Linked DNA regions of Macaca mulatta: region 2 is linked to region 1. Evidence: chromatin contacts called from public Hi-C data. All regions are on one chromosome and are shown on one strand. The core of a region is the stretch at or near the end of the contact, and the rest is flanking DNA. Distances in the headings are between cores, read along the strand shown. Region 1 holds the start of ICMT (isoprenylcysteine carboxyl methyltransferase). Region 2 holds the start of RPL22 (ribosomal protein L22).

Region 1 (3,103 bases), core at 365-2,864:
CCCCCATTCCCAATCCTGCAGAGTTTATTCCAGTTTATCGCTTACCGGCTTTTCTCCTCCAGCACGGCTCTCTGAGCTACCTGAGGTGAGAGCATTTACTCTTTGAAAAGTAAATAATAACTTCTGATTATAAAGTAATCTATGGGCCGGGTGTGGTGGCTCGCGCCTATAATCCCAGCACTTTGGGAGGCCGAGGCGGGTGGATCACCTGAGGTCAGGAGTTTGAAATCAGTCTGGCCAACATGGTGAAACCCCAGGCTGCCGCACTCCAGCCAGGTTGACAGAGTGAGACCTGTGCCTAAAAAAGAAAAAAAGGAAAAAAAAAAAAAAAGGTACATATATAATCGGCGTTATATCATTTTGGCTTATAGCTCGATCATTTTCCCAGGCTCAGATACCTGCCCTTTTCCCCCAAGTGAAGTCAGGATCACACCGAATAGCTTTGCCTCCTGCTATTTATAAACCTAATATAGACCGGGAGCAGTGGCTCACGCCTGTAATCTCAGCACTTTGGGAGGCCAAGGCGGGCAGATCACGAGGTCAGGAGATCAAGACCATCCTGGCTAACACGGTGAAACCCCGTCTCTACTAAAAATACAAATTAACCGGGCGGGGTGGCGGGCACCTGTAGTCCCAGTTACTCCGGAGGCTGAGACAGGTGAATGGCGTGAACCCGGGAGGAGGAGCTTGCAGTGAGCCGAGATTGCGCACTGCACTCCAGCCTGGGCAACAGAGCAAGACTCCATCTCAAAAAAACAAAAAACAAAAACCTAATATATCCTGAGCATTGCCATCACCGTCCAGCCTTGTTCCACAACAGGAATTTCAGCGGGCGGTGGTCCCGTCGCATGGATGCCCAGGTGCAGTTGTCCAGGCCGCTTTCTAGGGACCCTTAGAGGGAGGGAGGGAGATTGCCGCACTCGGCCGAACCCACGCCCCAAGGCGTCTGGTTTTCGGGGACCACGCAGGGACGGCGAGGGTGCGGCCGTTTCAAACTTTTTCTTTTTTTTGAGCTGGAGTGTCACTCTCACCCAGGCTGGAGTGCAGTGGCACAATCTCGGCTCACTGTAACCTCCGTCTCGCCGGTTCAAGCAATTATCCTGCCTCAGCCCCACCAAGTAGCTGGGATTAAAGGCGTGCGCCACCACGCCCAGCTAATTTGTGTATTTTTAGCAGAGACGGCGTTTCCCCATGTTGGCCAGGTTGGTCTCGAACTCCAAACTTCAAGTGATTCGCCCGCCTCAGGCTCCCAAAGTGCTGGGATTACAGGCGTGAGCCACTGCGCCCGGCTCGTTTCAAACTTTACATTGCTTCTTGGGACAAGAACCTCCTGAGTTTGGGACTAAGTTTGGGCAGAGGAAGGGAACGACTTCTCTCACCCCAGCCCGGCCCCAGCCCGGCACAGAGTCGGGCTCAGAGCCCGGATGTCCCCGAGGGGCGGGGCGGGGCGGGGCACTACCGCCAAATTCGGGCCACCAACGGGGTGGGCCCGAGTTCTCGCGAGAACTGGCAGGCGGCGCGCAGCTCCGGGCAGCTGCCCTTCCCGGGCCGGCGTCGGCGGCGCAGTGCGCAGGCGCGGCCGGCGCGTTTCCCCGGGCTACAGCCGTCGCCGCCGCCTGCTCGTCCGCCGCCCTGCGCCATGGCGGGCTGCGCGGCGCGGGCTCCGCCAGGCTCCGAGGCGCGTCTCAGCCTCGCTACCTTCCTGCTGGGCGCCTCGGTGCTCGCGCTGCCGCTCCTCACGCGCGCCGGCTTGCAGGGCCGCACCGGGTTGGCGCTCTACGTGGCCGGGCTCAACGCGCTGCTGCTGCTGCTCTATCGGCCGCCTCGCTACCAGGTGCAGGCCGGCGGGGGCCGGTGGGGCCTGTGGGGCGGGCGGGGGTCCGCTTGGCGCGGCGCGTGGGCACCTTTCTCCCCGGGCCCGCAGCAGCCTCCCACGCGCGCGCTCTTCACCCACGAGTTTAGGTCTCAGGAAGGGACCCTCCCTCTCCGGGCTCGGGCGCCCTGCACCCGAAGAGTGGGTGTTAAATTGCAGCTCGTGCAGCTCAGCTGGTGCGCGTGGGGTGGGAGTGAGCGAGCCCGCGAGTGCTTTTATGTAACTTAAGGTGCAGAGACCTACCTGCTGCCCTGTCTCAGGTCAAAGGCCCCGCAGTGACGTGGGTGGAGCTGGGCGCACGGGCTCGGGTGCCCAGACCTCATAAACTAGGCTTAAGCAGTTTTCCTACAGCCGTGAATAATCATCGTGAATAATAATAATAGTGGCAGCTAAAATTTAGGTAGCAGTTAGTCTTAAGTGTTTTACGTGTGTGATTCTAACCACAGTCCTAAATGGTAGGTACTGTTATCCCCTGGGTGTAGATGGGGAAGCAAGCCCAGAGAGGTTAAATAACTTGGGAGGCCACACAGCCAGAGAGAAGTGGGTGCAGAATTTGAACCCAGGTCGCCCACTTCTCCCTTTCAATCTCAGCAAATCGGCTCTATCTGCTTGCCTGTGGCCTGCCTATTCTGGGAAGGTCAGCAGCCCAGATCTGTACTCTGAGGACTGCGAGTGACTGAGCTGCTTTTGGTTCCTTTCAGATAGCCATCCGAGCTTGTTTCCTGGGGTTTGTGTTCGGCTGCGGCATGCTGCTAAGTTTTAGCCAGTCTTCTTGGAGTCACTTTGGCTGGTAAGAATTCCTTTTGGAATATTGGTTTTCAGGCGAGGGTGGACAGATCAGAGGGTCAGTAGTGGCATTTCCTCATCCCTGTCTCATCTGTGACCGGCAGAAGGCTGTTCAGGGTTCTCTGGAAACAAGTCTGGCTTCCCCCTAGTTGCTCACATTTCAGCCCTTGTGATTTCGTGCCTGTGGGTTGGTTGTGAATCAGGCAGAAGCAGATCTCCCTGGCACCCCCAAAGGCGCTGTCATCAGCAGCTGTGGTGACAGCATTCAGTAACATGAGCAGCCCTTCCCGGAAGGGGTGCAGGTCCTCGGTGGCGGGCAGGGGCAGGGCTCTGGCTTGTCTTCATAGGCCTTTTTCATCTCTAATTTCTATTAGGTCACATCTAGTGCATCCCCACAGCCATTGTAGGATTTTTCCCTACACTATGATTTCAGTCCCTTGAGCC
Region 2 (3,103 bases), core at 326-2,825, 38 kb after region 1:
AACACAAAACAACAACAAAAAAAGGGAAATAGTCCCTTGGGGGAGAGATTTAGGATTGTCAGTAGCCCTGAGGGCTTGCTTAGGGTCCATTATCAGCCAGGGTCCAGTCAAAAGACAACAATAGTTTTTAACTGAGATAATTTAATATAAAGGATTGTTACCTAGGTATAAAGATGTGTTTAGGTAACTGACGGGGTATAATACCAACAGTAGCAACTGCAGGAAGTAGCTGCCCCTCGTAGGGTGGTATTAGTAAAATGTAGATGCCTGAGGAGGGGGACGGGGAGGTGAAACCAGACATCTGAGGAGAGGGTGCTGCTTCGCTAGGGCTGGTGTCTCTGAGGAGAAGAAAACAAGGCTGATTCTGCACATGTTGGAGTAAGTGCAGACTGGATTCCACTGCTGCTTCCAAATGTTCCAACTGCCACCTCCAGGATCAAGAAGCAAGAGTGGGTGACACCAGACAGGATAGGAACAAGCAGGAAGCAAAGCCCCCTATTGATAGAGCCAAACCAGGATCAGCTGGAAAGCAGAAGTGTTTGCAGGGGCCCAGCCTGGGCATTGTAGAGCCAAAAACAACACGTGGCTTTGGAGCTTGGTCAACCGGCCCCAGAGGCCTGAGTTGAAAGCTAGACCCATCAGCACAGTGTCTCCTCCAGTGACTGGACTTTTGCTAGGTGAGTACACTGAAGCCAGGTAAAGAGAGTGGAGAGTGTGTGCCACTGAGTGATTGACAATTCAGGATCCTGGAATATAATTCCATGAGGACGCAGGGGGTGAGTGGGTGCAAAGTAGCCCAGTTCAAGGGACCTGCGGGCCTGGGGATGAGGACCTTTGCTTCTCCACATGCGGTCCATGGACTCACAGCATCAGCGTCGTCTGAGAGCTTGTGAGAAATGCAGAATTTCAGGCCACTGAGACCGCTGGAATTGGAATCTGCATTTTCCAGATCTCCCGGTGGTCCTCAACTACATATTGGTTTGGGATGGGAAACTAGAAGGCTTGGGCTAGGAAACTAGGGGGTGGTGATCAGCGGGTGGGCGGCTTGGCGGCAGCAAGAAGGACAGGCGCTGAGAGACAGCCCCTAGGCATGAACTTCCAAACTGGAGCTTTTTAAGTAGGAGGAAGCCATGGTGGTCTGGCATTGGGACCTCTGAACGAAATTTCCCTGTGGCCAGAAGGAATTTCCCCACTTCCTCAAGTTAGTAGATTCGATTCCCATCCCACTAGCTGGTAATTTACAGTATAGTGAATTTCCTTATTTCTTTTTTCTTCCCAAGACTTTCAAAAAGTAAAGCCAATCCCTTTATTTGTTTTTGGGCTCGTCCAGTCTGGCTTCCCCCCTACGATCATTCGCAGTGGGACAGCCCGCCCGGCCTCCTTCCTTCCCCCGAAACCCTCCAGGCCTGGGAGAGGACGCGTTTTGCATTCAGGGAAAACCAATCGCTCCCCTATCGTACATAACCAAGAGAGATGGTGGCGGACGAGGGGCGTGGTAAAGCGATTAGTGCGGCCTGGACCCTGCGTGCCTTGCGCGCTGCGGGCTCTTTGCGTCTGCGTAGTTCGCTCACCTCCCTTTCTAACTCCGCTGCGGCCATGGCTCCAGTGGTTAGTATGGCTCCGCGTGAGGCCTCGGCTCCAGGGGAGGCACGTGGGCCTCGCCGAGCCCGGCATCTACCCAGGCTTGCTGGGGACGGCGCCCTGCAGCGTCCTGCTGGGGTGGGCTGGCAGGTCGACCGGAGCGGGCCAGAGCCCCTGCCGATCCCAGCACGTTGTAGGCGGAGGAGGCCGCGGCCCGAGGCCCGTGAGGGAGATCCGGAGGTTTCGGAGGCCGGGGCTCGGGCTCGGGCCCCAGCTAGGGGCCAGCGGGGAGCTGGAGCCTGGAGACTGCGGGCTGGGCCGGCCACTGGTTCTTGGACCCCGGCCCGGGGCCTGATTACCTGGGTGGAGGGCGAGGAAGAAGAACGGGACCTGCTACCCTGGGGAGCCGCGCATTCGGAAGTGCACGGCCAAGACTCAGGGACGAATCCGCGGAAGGGCGGCTTGGTCGGCCTGCTTTCGGAGAGGAGGCCCGGATTTGAGGAGCTTTTTAGAGTCCCCAGAGGAAATTAGTTTATCAGGGCGCACTGCACAGACTCGAACGGGTGCTACGGGTGGTGTAGGGCGAAGGCTCTCATTCCATTCTCCTGTAGCTAGGCTGGGACTGGGCTGTGCGGCGCCCTCCTAGGTTATTTGAGAAAGTTGTTTTTCCATGTTCTATGTCCCAAGATCCTACTTTTTCTCTTTCGTTGGGACTCCCTGGTTAACATTTCCGGTTCTTCTGCTCTTTCTGTCTGGTTGGGCCTTTAAATGCATTTTGGTTTAAAACCTTGATGGAAAAGTATCAAGCCCATTGTGGGTAGGTCTCTTGATTGATTGTGTATGTTCGGAATAGATCTTAAAGCATCCCTCTTAGATTGTTACTGGGAAGAGACGTAAAAAAATAAATCAGTGATTTTTGTAGTGGCCAAATGTTTGAAAAGTTGATCCAGTTAACACAAGTTTTAGATGAAGTTCTTTTAAACATAAAGGAAGGAAGGTAAGATGTGTTCTTGGAAAGGTCTATTTAGTTCTGCAAAGCTTTTAAACGTGAAAGTACAGGTTGGTACGATGCACAAGTGCGTTAATGGTGTCAAGTTTGTAGAGGGATGAGATTAACACAAGCCTCTTCATAAGTGAAGAAACTGGAACCTTGTAGGATGTGCTTTGCCGGGTGGTTTGGAAGTACTAATGCATAGACTAAATGCATCAAAATGTCAGAAGTTCTTGACGGTAGTGTTGTAATAAGATTCTAGGTTTTAGCCTTAACCTTGTCCGAGCTGGAGTGGACAGGCAGCTAGAATACTTTGCAACTCCCTTCATGAAAAGGTGGATGAGACAGGATGAAGGGAGATGAACTAAGATGTATCAGGACCGTACTCTGAACATGTAGGAGAAGGATTGATTTCACATGAAAATTGTGGGTATGCAAGGCATTTTGTATGCCTGTACTCTAATTCTGGAAAAAAATAAAATAGTATTTTTTGAAATTGTATCTGGGAATGTTCGGGCAAATAAAAGGAAA

Evidence for each region. Hi-C and Micro-C count contacts between places; a contact is called where the count stands out from the background.
Region 2: a Hi-C map of CD4 T cells shows a contact between it and region 1, with 3 times the contacts expected there. The contact joins the promoter of RPL22 here to the promoter of ICMT in region 1. A contact is called at or near these places in 3 of 14 Hi-C or Micro-C datasets (CD4 T cells, fetal cortical plate and liver).

What each region holds. Positions count from the first base shown.
Region 1 is chr1:234,556,365-234,559,467 of T2T-MMU8v2.0, forward strand. ICMT (isoprenylcysteine carboxyl methyltransferase) reads left to right here and starts at 1,615. Exons shown (of 6, transcript XM_077978015.1): 1 at 1,615-1,834; 2 at 2,575-2,663. The coding sequence starts at 1,640. All of the region lies in intron 1 of CHD5 (chromodomain helicase DNA binding protein 5), which reads left to right. It also overlaps a transcript of RPL22 not described here.
Region 2 is chr1:234,594,093-234,597,195 of T2T-MMU8v2.0, forward strand. It overlaps RPL22 (ribosomal protein L22), which reads left to right and starts at 1,576. Exons shown (of 4, transcript NM_001193564.1): 1 at 1,576-1,608. The coding sequence starts at 1,597. The region is part of intron 1 of CHD5 (chromodomain helicase DNA binding protein 5); the gene reads left to right.